Linked DNA regions of Mus musculus: all the other regions are linked to region 2. Evidence: chromatin contacts called from public HiChIP or PLAC-seq data. All regions are on one chromosome and are shown on one strand. Each heading gives the region's core, a stretch centred on a gene start, on an enhancer-like site or on the middle of the called end of the contact. The rest is flanking DNA. Distances are from core to core; before and after follow the strand shown.

The links. HiChIP or PLAC-seq counts read pairs in DNA pulled down with a chosen protein or histone mark.
Region 1: an H3K4me3 HiChIP or PLAC-seq map of bone marrow-derived macrophages shows a contact between it and region 2, with 4 times the contacts expected there. The contact joins two enhancer-like sites. A contact is called at or near these places in 4 of 39 promoter capture datasets (the C10 cell line, cranial neural crest, liver and 1 more), 2 of 15 datasets of contacts at CTCF or cohesin (the NIH/3T3 cell line and pro-B cells), 16 of 484 Hi-C or Micro-C datasets (the AML12 cell line, the C2C12 cell line, ECoMG myeloid progenitors and 8 more), 25 of 115 datasets of contacts at active chromatin or transcription factors (the 230-238 cell line, the 3134 cell line, bone marrow-derived macrophages and 16 more) and 4 of 9 other capture datasets (adipose tissue, liver, macrophages and 1 more).
Region 3: a FOXA1 HiChIP or PLAC-seq map of pancreatic cancer cells shows a contact between it and region 2. The contact joins two enhancer-like sites. A contact is called at or near these places in 2 of 39 promoter capture datasets (the C10 cell line and liver), 1 of 15 datasets of contacts at CTCF or cohesin (the NIH/3T3 cell line), 5 of 484 Hi-C or Micro-C datasets (the C2C12 cell line, the N1E-115 cell line, bone marrow-derived macrophages and 2 more), 12 of 115 datasets of contacts at active chromatin or transcription factors (the NIH/3T3 cell line, bone marrow-derived macrophages, craniofacial prominence and 9 more) and 4 of 9 other capture datasets (adipose tissue, embryonic stem cells, liver and 1 more).

Annotation. Positions count from the first base shown.
Region 1 is chr13:99,125,376-99,128,643 of GRCm38.p6, reverse strand. No RefSeq gene overlaps it. Among named protein-coding and RNA genes, the nearest start is that of Gm45938, 16 kb to the right of the region's middle. Within about 2 kb of position 1,868, at least 71 of the 459 cell types and tissues checked have an H3K27ac peak or open chromatin away from gene starts, as enhancers often do. A contact at or near this core is called in bone marrow-derived macrophages, where this site is marked.
Region 2 is chr13:98,894,705-98,898,300 of GRCm38.p6, reverse strand. All of the region lies in intron 1 of Tnpo1 (transportin 1), which reads left to right. Among named protein-coding and RNA genes, the nearest start is that of Gm52051, 28 kb to the left of the region's middle. Within about 2 kb of position 1,695, at least 98 of the 459 cell types and tissues checked have an H3K27ac peak or open chromatin away from gene starts, as enhancers often do. A contact at or near this core is called in bone marrow-derived macrophages and pancreatic cancer cells, where this site is marked.
Region 3 is chr13:99,065,400-99,069,030 of GRCm38.p6, reverse strand. No RefSeq gene overlaps it. Among named protein-coding and RNA genes, the nearest start is that of Gm35493, 5.8 kb to the left of the region's middle. Within about 2 kb of position 1,375, at least 13 of the 459 cell types and tissues checked have an H3K27ac peak or open chromatin away from gene starts, as enhancers often do. A contact at or near this core is called in pancreatic cancer cells, where this site is marked.

The DNA of each region.
Region 1 (3,268 bases), core at 619-3,118, 230 kb before region 2:
AAAGGCGAGCTGGAAAAGCCCGTGATTTATAGCACCTGGAGCCTCCAGGCTGACAGGATCAGGACTGGGCTCTAGGGAGGAGCAGGATGGCAACACTGCCCAGAGAATGACTGGCAAACTGGAATGTGAGAAACTGTTACACCTAAAAGTTGAGATGAGAAAGACCACGTCCAAATGGTCTAATTGAAGCAAGTTTTCTTTTAGAGGAACACTGGGGACTGGCCAGCTGGCTCTCTCTCTCTGAGTTGGAATTTTAGAGAGTAGCCACAGATGTGAGGAAGACAGATGAGCCTTTTATATAGTTCAGGGGTAAGGGAATTCCAAATGAGGGATTTGACAGGGGAAATAGGTGGGGTTACAGGAGCAGAACACAACCACAACAAGTTCGCCAACAACCTCATGAAACACACACGTGATTGTCATTCCTGGAACAGAGCACAGAAACATCTGTAGTTAAGGTTCTAGCCCAATCCTTGAGAAAATAGAGGTTCAATCTTAAATGGAATGAACCTGTTTTGTCTTTAACATAAGATGACTCTTAAGCTTAAGATGGAGACTGGCTGGTTCTCCAAAAAGACCATCTTTCCATTAACCCAAAAAGGAGGTATTCAGAGCCAGTTTTTCAGAGAAGGACATCCAAACATAGGGGTGTGTCATGCCAATATGTGACTGCCGAGGGATGCAGCCAAGACACTAACCCAGACTGCCAAGACGAGCTTCACTCTGCTCCCCAGGCTGCCTACCATCCCCCTCTGTCTTTTCTGTGTCCCTTTTGGCCTTTATTCCAAAGGAGGATGAGAGGAGGGTGGAGAAGGGACACATAGTGATTATGAAAGGAAATGATACACATGAAAACACTTCGAGATTGCAGCACCATAGAGATGCTTCGAAGCATTGCTATTAAACGTGGAAATGGCTTACTGAATTATCCTTTCCCTACAATGGTGAATCATTTTAATTTTCATTTGAATTGCCCACCTACCCTGTGGGAAGCCGCCCTCACATTCGCGGTTACAAGATGGCGCTGACATCCTGTGTTCTAAGTGGTAAACAAATAATCTGCGAATGTGCCAAGGGTAGTTTTCCACCCCATGTGCTCTGCCTTCCCCGTGACAACAACTCGGCCGATGGGCTGCAGCCAATCAGGGAGTGACACGTCCTAGGCGGAGGATAATTCTCCTTAAAAGGGACGGGGTTTCACCATTCTCTCTCTTGCACTCTTGCGCTCTGGCTCCTAAAGATGTAAGCAATAAAGCTCTCTGGCTCCTAAAGATGTAAGCAATAGAGCTCTTGCTCTCTTGCTCTCTTGCACTCTTGCTCTCTTGCTCTCTTGCGCTCTTGCTCTCTGGCTCCTGAAGATGTAAGCAATAAAGCTTTTGCCGCAGAAGATTCTGGTTTGTTGCGTCTTTCCTGGCCGGTCGCGAACGCGTGTAAGACTACCCCAAGACCAACTGTTGAAAGAGGACAAATGGGGATCTATGCTTGACAGAGGAATGCTCAGATCAGTAAAACAAGATTACAAGGAACTCAGAAACCCGCTTGCCTCAGAAGCACCACGCAGTACAAGAATTGCTAACCATTCAGTGAGAAGCCAGTCTTCACAAAGGAGGCTGTTTGTCTGTTCCTTGTCTTTGAGGTGTTCTGATTTGGGGCCAGCCTACCTAGCAAAGAAGTACTGGTAGAGGCAAATCATGAATCATTGAGATTGATAATTTGCCTCACAACTGAAGAACTAGTTGGGGATCACAGTGAGAAAGGAAGAAAATAACGTTAACCCAAAGGAAAAGCTGATGGAGAAGCCTGGCTTCCTGCCCCGCCCTCAAGCCCAGTGAACGGAAAGGGAAACAGCACAGAGCATTCAAAGTCCTTTAAGTGAGAAAGCAGGTTGCGCATCCTCTAGCTGCTCGGGACCTTCTCTTGAGGAAACAGGCAGATGTGTTTGTGAGTGGTTATCTGAACGTGACCCCTAGTGTCCAACTTGGACAGCACTCACAGAGAAAAATCTTTGTTAAAGGAAGGCCGGAAACTGTAGGACTATGTAATAACATTGGGGCTATGAGAGATTTCATCTAGTTTCCTATTTTACAAACGAGTGGTTAAGGCCAAGGAATGGTAAGATGACTTGGGGGGCACATCGGTGGTGACAAAGCTGGAATGGAGCCCAGGTATTTTAATTCTAGTTCAATTTCTTGAGCATTTTGTTTTAGAGAATGATTGACACTAGATAGTCTGTGATAAGATCTACCTACAGAAGAACATGAGGATCAGTGTTTCGTTACACAGACTGGAATATGAAGTGGGCATTGATACCATCTATACACACTATGATCTGAAGCAATGCTAGTCAGTAACTAATTTTGGGGGGGGGGATTGGTTTATTTGTTCTGTAGATAGTATTCTGCCTGCATGTATGTCTGCAAACCAGAAGAGGGCACCAGATCTCATTACAGATGGTTATGGCCACCATGTGGTTACTGGTAATTGAACTCTGGAAGAACAGTCAGTGCTCTTAACCTCCGAGCCATCTCTCCAGCCCCCAGTAACTAAATTTTTAATTGCTCATCTTTGGTATGTGTGTATTTGTGAGTCATGTGGTTGCCAGTGTGTGCAGAGTCCAACTTTATCTTTCTAATATATTAAAGTTTGTTTTTTGTTTGTTGTTTTACAAGGCAGGGTTTCTCTGTGTAGCCATGGCTGTCCTGAAGCTCACTCTGTAGACCAGGCTAGCCTCGAGATCTGCCTCCCTCTACTGCCTGAACACTGGGATCATAGGCGTGTACCACCACTGCCCAGCTAAAATTTGATTTTTTTTCCCCTTCAGTATAATTATTTTATGTATATGAGTGAGTGTGTTCCTGCACCACATGTGTTTGGTGGCCACATGGGCAAACAAAACAGTATCAGATCCTTTGAAACTGGAACTACCAAGGTTATAAGCCACCATGTGATTTACAGATAACTGAACCTGGTCCTCTAGAAAGAGCAGCAACTACTCTTAACTGCCAGCCCACCTCTCTTGAGTTCACCCTTCAGTTTTTTATGACAGAGTCTCTCCCTGGAGCTCACTGAGTAGGGTAGGGTGGCTAGCCAGCAAGCCCTAGGTATCTGCTCGTCTCCTCCTCTCGCCAGTGCTGGGATTTTAAAAATCATGCAACCACACCCAGTTCTTTTATGTGAGTTCTGAGAGTTGAGTTCATGTCCTTGAACTTGCAAGACAAGCACTGGACTGCCCGAGCCCTCTCCCCAGCCTCGTGTTAGGCACTGTTGA
Region 2 (3,596 bases), core at 446-2,945:
AAATAAATCTTTAAAAAAAAAAAAAAAAAAAGAAATATTTACTATGAAAGTCTGTCTCAAATTTTTTATTCTTTAAATTATTCAGCACAATTCTTAAGCTTTGCTTGTTAAGGTAAGGTAAGATATGTATACAAAAAGAGGACTTAGTGATTTAGATATAGTGTTGCCAAAATATCTCATTTTTAACTATCAGGCTATATAGTGACTTTTCAGATGTTAGGATTTTTACAATAATAAAGACTGGCTTTACTTTTTTACCTCAGAAGAATCCAGTATTTTTTGTATGTGTGTTTTTATTAGTTTCCCAGGTTACAGCTTGATATTTCTGTTGGAAAGGCAACATATCAGGGTCCTGGACCCTGGTTTGATACCAGAGAAGACTTTATTTTGTTGTTGTTTGTTTGGTGTTTTGAGACAAAGTCCTGAATTTGTGATCTCCCTGCCCCTCAGTACTGTGTTCCAGCACCACCACTCTGGTAAGAATGCACGCTAAAGCCAGCCTAGCTTGGCTTGAGTCCTAGTCTCAGCTTGGACTTGCTGAGGAGACGCCGAGTAACTTCCCTAGGATTCAATTTGCTTCTCCGTTGCATGTGGTTACTGTCAATACCAAGTCAGAGTTGTGAGATTAAATTAGTGATCATATGTCGTGCTCTAGAAGACTGCTTGCCTCAGAAGATATTAGCAGCCTCTACTATTGACATAGCAATGCATTGGGTTTGTTGTTGTTTTAGATAGGGTCTTGCCATGCAGCCTTGTCTGGCTTTGAACTCACTGTGTAGACCAGACTCTGCCTCTGCCTCTGCCTCTGCCTCTCTGCCTCTGCTTCTTTAGTGCTGGGAATGAAGACCAGCAGCACCATGCCCATCATATGTAGTACAGTATTTAAACCTTTTACAATGTAAGGACCAGAACTTTGAGCTGTGTGTGTCTGAGAAGCACAGCACCTGTCTCCGGAGGCTGGAGCTCTACTTTAGATGAAGCTGGAACAGTTAAGTTTCCAGTGGCTCCTGCGTCACTGTGGCTTGACAGTGTTGAAGTCTGGAGCAGAACGTGGACATGTCTTGTACTCAGTTCTCCTCCGGAGGGGGAGATTATGCCTTCTAATTTTAAGGGATGGTGCCTTTGGTGCCTTCCCAACCTGTCCAGTTACTAGCCTCTGCGTCTTCAAGGCACTCCCAGCCCATCTCAGGCTTCCTCACATTTGCTTTCGATCTGTTCATCTAAGCTGAAAAGTCAGTTCTTCAAGGGAGCTCTCTCCTGGCCTCCTAACTGATCAGTGCTCTGCTGTCTTAGTTGTTATCGCACCTTCCTCGGCTGAGGCAATGTGCTGAGGAGGAGTGATTCCTGACTGAGAGGAACTCTTTCATTTCTAGGGTAAGACAAACTGGGGTTAACCAACCACTAGGAAGCCGGAAGCGGTCCTAAGCCTTGCCTGTATGACGTGTGAATGCTCCACTACAGTGTCTCATTGGTCAAACAAAAAGTGTGCTTACAGTTTTCAGAGCTAAGAGCCTAACTTTGTTTATATATATACATAGAACTTTTGGCAAGGTTATTTTGCACACTCACAGTTTTCTGGTTATACACTGCAGTGTTGCTGCAGGATGGGCACACCTTATCTCCTCTGGACACTACCACACGTATTTACCTTTGGGGAGGTCCTGACACTGATGGCAACATCTATCAATTCACAGTGATGCAACATGCCTGTGGCTAATAGTTGTTTGCCTTTGAGTGAAATGGGGGAAGAGCATTGAAGCAGATGAGGGAAGCATGTTTTGTCTCTCCTAGCTGAGTATGTTTGTCTTTTCTCACCACTCCTCAGTAGACACTGCATCTGGCTCTCACTAAGTAAGAACTGTGGTTCACTTGCATTTGGCCTCGCCAGTGCTTATTACCAAGCTCGAGATGTGGGTACTGAGGTTCCAGTCTTGGTCCTCTAGAAGACCAGCTCCGTGCTCTTATAGCAGTCCTAAAACTCAGTGTAGACTAGGCTGGCTTTGAGATCTGCCTGCAACTAACTGTCTTCTCAGTGCTGGGATTATTAAAGGTGTGTGTTGGGGTTTTGCCTTGATGTATATCCATCTGTGCAGCACCACAAACAACAGGTGCCCGTGGAGCAGGAGACATTGCCAGATTTCCCTGGAACTGGAGTAGCAGGCAGTCGAGGGCTGTGGGTGCTGGGAATGGAACCTGAATCCTTTGGAAGAGCAGCTGGTGCCCTTAACCACTAAACCATCTTTCCAGCCCCTGGGTTAACTCTTTTTTTTTTTTTTTTTTTTTTGGTTTTTTTTTTTGGTTTTTTGAGACAGGGTTTCTCTGTATAGCCCTGGCAGTCCTGGAACTTACTCTGTAGACCAGGCTGGCCTCGAACTCAGTAATCCGCCTGTGTCTGCCTCCTGAGTGCTGGGATTAAAGACGTTAACCGGCTGGGTTAACTCTTATAACTCTTTTTTCAGATCATTCGTACTCCTTGCTCGGTATCTATAATCTAATTTAGAGTTGATATATTGCCATATAGTAGTTGGGAGTTGAAGGGTCAGAGGGATTGATTTTCTTATGTACGTTTTCACATCTTATCCCCCAGATTAATTAATCAATTTTGAGACAGTCTCATAATGCAGCCTTGGCTGGCCTGGAATTCACTCTGCAAATCAGACTGGCCTTCTGTCTAACTCATAGATCTGCTTGCTTCTAGGGTGTGTGTGTGTGTGTGTGTGTATGTGTGTGTGTGTGTGTGTGTGTGTGTGTGTGTGTGTGGTGTCGGGGAGGCATGACATAGTGCACCTATGGAGGTCAGAGATAAGTCTGAGGAACCGGCAGGGACAGTGCAAGTTGCTGCAAGTACCTTTACACCATGGATTAGTCTTGCTTGGTCCTGCCCCCGTCCCCGTCCCCGTCCCCGTCCCCGTGGGGAAGAAGATGGGTAGTTTTACTGTTTTCAAAATCATTGGAAATTTGTATGTGAGTTTAAGAATTTAGGGCTGACTTTGGTTTTTGTCTTCTGGGGGAAGTATCAGAACAACTTAAGTCTTTTGCTTTTTATTAGCTTTTTATTCCAGTGCCATATCTATGTACTAGTTTTACTTATTTTAATTTTACTTACATGGGTGTTTTGCCTGCACCTATGTCTGCCGATCATGTTGCTGGAGCCCAGAGAAGCCAGAAAAGGGTGTGTAGGATTTGGATTTACAGATGGTTGTGAGCAGCTATGTGGGTACTGGGAATTGGTCCTGTGTAACCATAGCAACTGTTCTTACACACCGAGCCACCTCTCCAGCCCCTCTAGTTAGCTCTCCAAGAACTGTCTTCTGGGTTTTAACTTACCATTGAGTGTTACTTGTTTGTTGTTGGTTTTTTTGAGATATTTAGCTCTATGTGTTCAACTATAAAAAGTATGTCAGCTAGTAATTGTTTAAATATTAGAAGAAAATATTTATTTCTTTTGATATTCAATTTAATTAACATTAATGTTCTTTAAAGAAATGGTGTGGCGTGGTGGTGCACGCCTTTAATCCCAGCACTCGGGAGGCAGAGACAGGAGGATTTCTGAGTTCGAGGCCAGCCTGGTCTACAAAGTGAGTTCCAGGCCAGCC
Region 3 (3,631 bases), core at 126-2,625, 170 kb before region 2:
CATGCCCTGAAACTCTGTTCCTCAGTACAGAAGAGTTGGGAGGTGGCAGAACCTTTACTGCAGTCTAAGGGGGATGAAACTAGGTCCTTGAAGGCAGGGCCTTCATAAGGCATCAGTGTGAATTCCACAGGAAACCAGTTTGCTCTCAGGAGCAAGTTCTGAGAGCTCAACTCCTCCACCATGATTTTCCTTTAGTGTGTGGCTAGTTCCTTTTCCATCTCTCTATATGTTGTAATGAAGCTAAGGGGGCTTCAACAAGATGGGACCCCCCAAATCTTAGACTTCTTGGCTTCCCAATTTGTAGTTACATGCACCTCTTTTCTCGACAAAGTACCAAGTCTCTGGTCTTTTGTTGTAGCACAGAAATCAGACTGAGACAGTAAGGATGAAAGAAAGGAGGATCTATTTTCTTGAACTTCTGGCTTATCTCCATATTGAATGGAGAGATAAAGAAAGGAGTGAAAATAGTCTTCTTAATGATCCAAGAGTTGTAAATCTCAGAGAGCAGGAGCCAGGGCAACAACAACTGTGCCCCTTCCTTCTGGAAGATGTGAATGTATAGGCTGGTTCCCATGGTTGCAGTCAGTGGTGGTCTGCATAGATGTGGCCCCCACAGACTCACCTGTTTGAATCCTTGGCCCACAGAGTGTAGGAGGTTTGGCTTTGTTAGAAGAAGTACTTCACTGTGGGGGCGGGGCGGGCTTTGGGGTATCCTACACTCAAGCTTCACCAAGTGTGGAATTCTAGTCTCCTCCTTGCTGCCTGCAGATCAAACTGTAGAACTCTCAGCTCCTCTAGCACCATGCCTGCCTGGATGCTGCCATGGTTCCTGCCATGGTGATAATGGACTGAACCTTTGAAACTGTAAGCCAGCCCCAATTAAATGCTTTCCTTTATGGGTGTTGCCTTGGTCATGGTGTCTCTTCACAGCAATAAAAGTGTATGAGTCCATATGTGTAAGTTAGGCTCAGGGTTGACAGAGGACAGAAAATATAACCAAAAAGGCCTTAAAGGAGAAGCTCACTGTATCCTTCTCACCCATATTGTATTGATTTTCTGGATGCTGTGATAAGTACCTGACAATATCAACTTAAGGAAGGTGGGGTTTGTTTTGGCTGGCAGTTTAAAGGTACCTTGTATCATGGTGGACAGAGCCAGAGGCCACTGGTCAGGGAGCAGAGAGAGGTAAATGCTAGTGTTCATCTCTCTTTCTTCTTTTTATTCATTCTGGGCTTGCAGTCAGTGGAATGGTGCCACCCACATCCAGGGTGGGTCTTCCTACCTCAGTTAAACATCTCTGGACAATACACTACAGATACTCCTGGAGCTGTCTCCAAGCTGCTCCTAAACCTGGTCAAGTTGACAATCAAGATTAAACATTAGTCATAGCCATACCGATCCCAAGTTAATAGGAAGTGCCACAGTCACCAGAAGCCTGCTTTGCCTTATGTCTGCCTGCCCTGCCTTCCTCAGCAAGAGGCTTTAGCCTCTAAACTGCCTCACAATCCATGATAGCTACCAAAATTCCAACAAGTGACTAACTCCACTCTAGCCAGAATCAAAAGAAAGAACAAAGAGGCAAGTGGATGTGTTTTCCAGCAGTCAGCCCAGTTTTAAATTATTTTCCAAAAAGCCCTACTTGGTGGCTTTCAATAACACCCACTGGTGACGCCTAACAGTAAGGATAATTAGGAACACATGGCCCTCTAGAGAGGAGAAAATGGATTTGGGGCGGACAGGCCACAAAATGCCTATGACACATTTTGTCTCTTAGAAGGCTGCTGCCACCAAATCCTCAATGACACTCTAGTTCTTGGGCTCTGTGACAGCAGAGATCCAACCCCAGCCCACCCAGCACTGGGTGTACTTTGAGAAATGTAGAGTAACTGGCCAAGTCAGAATTGATATTTCAGCTTCCTGTCTGGGCCGGTGCCCTGTGAAGACCTTGAGCTCGAACTCTGCAGCCAGTCCCACAAAACCCAGAGGAAGCTCCATTCACAAGTGCTCTAACATGCCCAGGATCATAGGATCAGTGGTGAGGAGGACACAACATCTGCCCAAACACTGGGAGTAACTGGTACCAGCGGGATCCAGGCACCCAAGAACTCCACCTGACCAGTGGTACAGGTTGCTTCCAGTCTGAGCTGGTGCCCTGAGCAGACCTTGGGCTCGAACTCCATAGCCAGTCCCACAACACCCAGAAGAAGCTCCACTCCCAGGTGCTCTACCATGTCCAGGACCACAGGACCACAGGATCACAGGATCCCAAGATCCCAGGATCCCAGGATCCCAGGAGCTTGATCACACCAGGATCTCAGGGTCACAGAGGCAGCTTGACTCCCAGGAGCTCTGACACACCCAGAATCTCAGAATCACAGGATCCCAGAGACAACTGAACTCTGAGGAGTTCTGACACAACCAGGATCACAGGAAGGACAGGCTCCAGTCAGATATATCGAGGACAGGTAACACTAGAGATAATCAGATGGCAGGAGGCAAGCATAAGAACATAAGCAAAAAACAAAACAAAACAAAACAAAACAAAAACAATAACAACAACAACAACAAAAAAAAAACATAAGCAACAGAAACCAAGGTTACTTGGCATCATCAGATCCCAATTCTCTCACCATAGCAAGTCCTGGATACACCATCACACCAGAAAAGTAAGATTCAGATCTAAAATCACTTCTCATGATGGTGATAGAGGACTTTAAAAAGGACATAAATAACTCCCTTAAAGAAATACAGGAGAACACAGGTAAACAGCTAAAAACCCTTAAAGAATTACAGGAAAACATAATCAAACAAGTGAAGGAAATGAACAAAACCATCCAAGACCTAAAAAAAGAAATAGAAACAATAAAGAGATCACAAAGGGAGACAACCCTGGAGTTAGAAAACCTAGGGGAAACGATCAGGAGTCATAGATGCAAGCATCACCAACAGAATACAAGGGATAAAAGAATGCAGAAGATACCATAGAAAACATTGACACAACAGTCAGAGAAAATGCAAAAAGCATGAAGCGCCTAATCTAAAACATCCAGGAAATCCAGGACACAATGAGAAGACCAAACCTAAGGAAAATAGGTATAGAAGAGAGTGAAGATTCCCAACTTAAAGGGCCAGTAAATATCTTCAACAAAATTATAGACAAAAACTTCCCTAACCTAAAGAGATGCCCATGAACATACAAGAAGCCTACAGAACCCCAAATAGACTGGGCCAGAAAAGAAATTCCTCCCGCCACATAATAATCAAAACACCAAATGCACAAAACAAAGAAAGAATATTAAAAGCAGTAAGGGAAAAAGGTCAAGTAACATATAAAGGCAGACCTATCAGAATTACACCAGACTTCTCAGCAGAGACTATGAAAGCTAGAAGATCCTGGGCAGATGTCATACAGACCCTAAGAGAACACAAATGCAAGTCCAGACTACTATACACAGCAAAACTCTCAATTACCATAGATGGAGAAAACAAGATATTCCATGATAAAACCAAATTTACACAATATCTTCCCACAAATCTAGTCCTACAAAGGATAATAAATGGAAAACACGAACACAAGGAGGGAAACTACACCTTAGAAAAAGCAAGAAAGTAAGCTTTCAACAAACCCAAA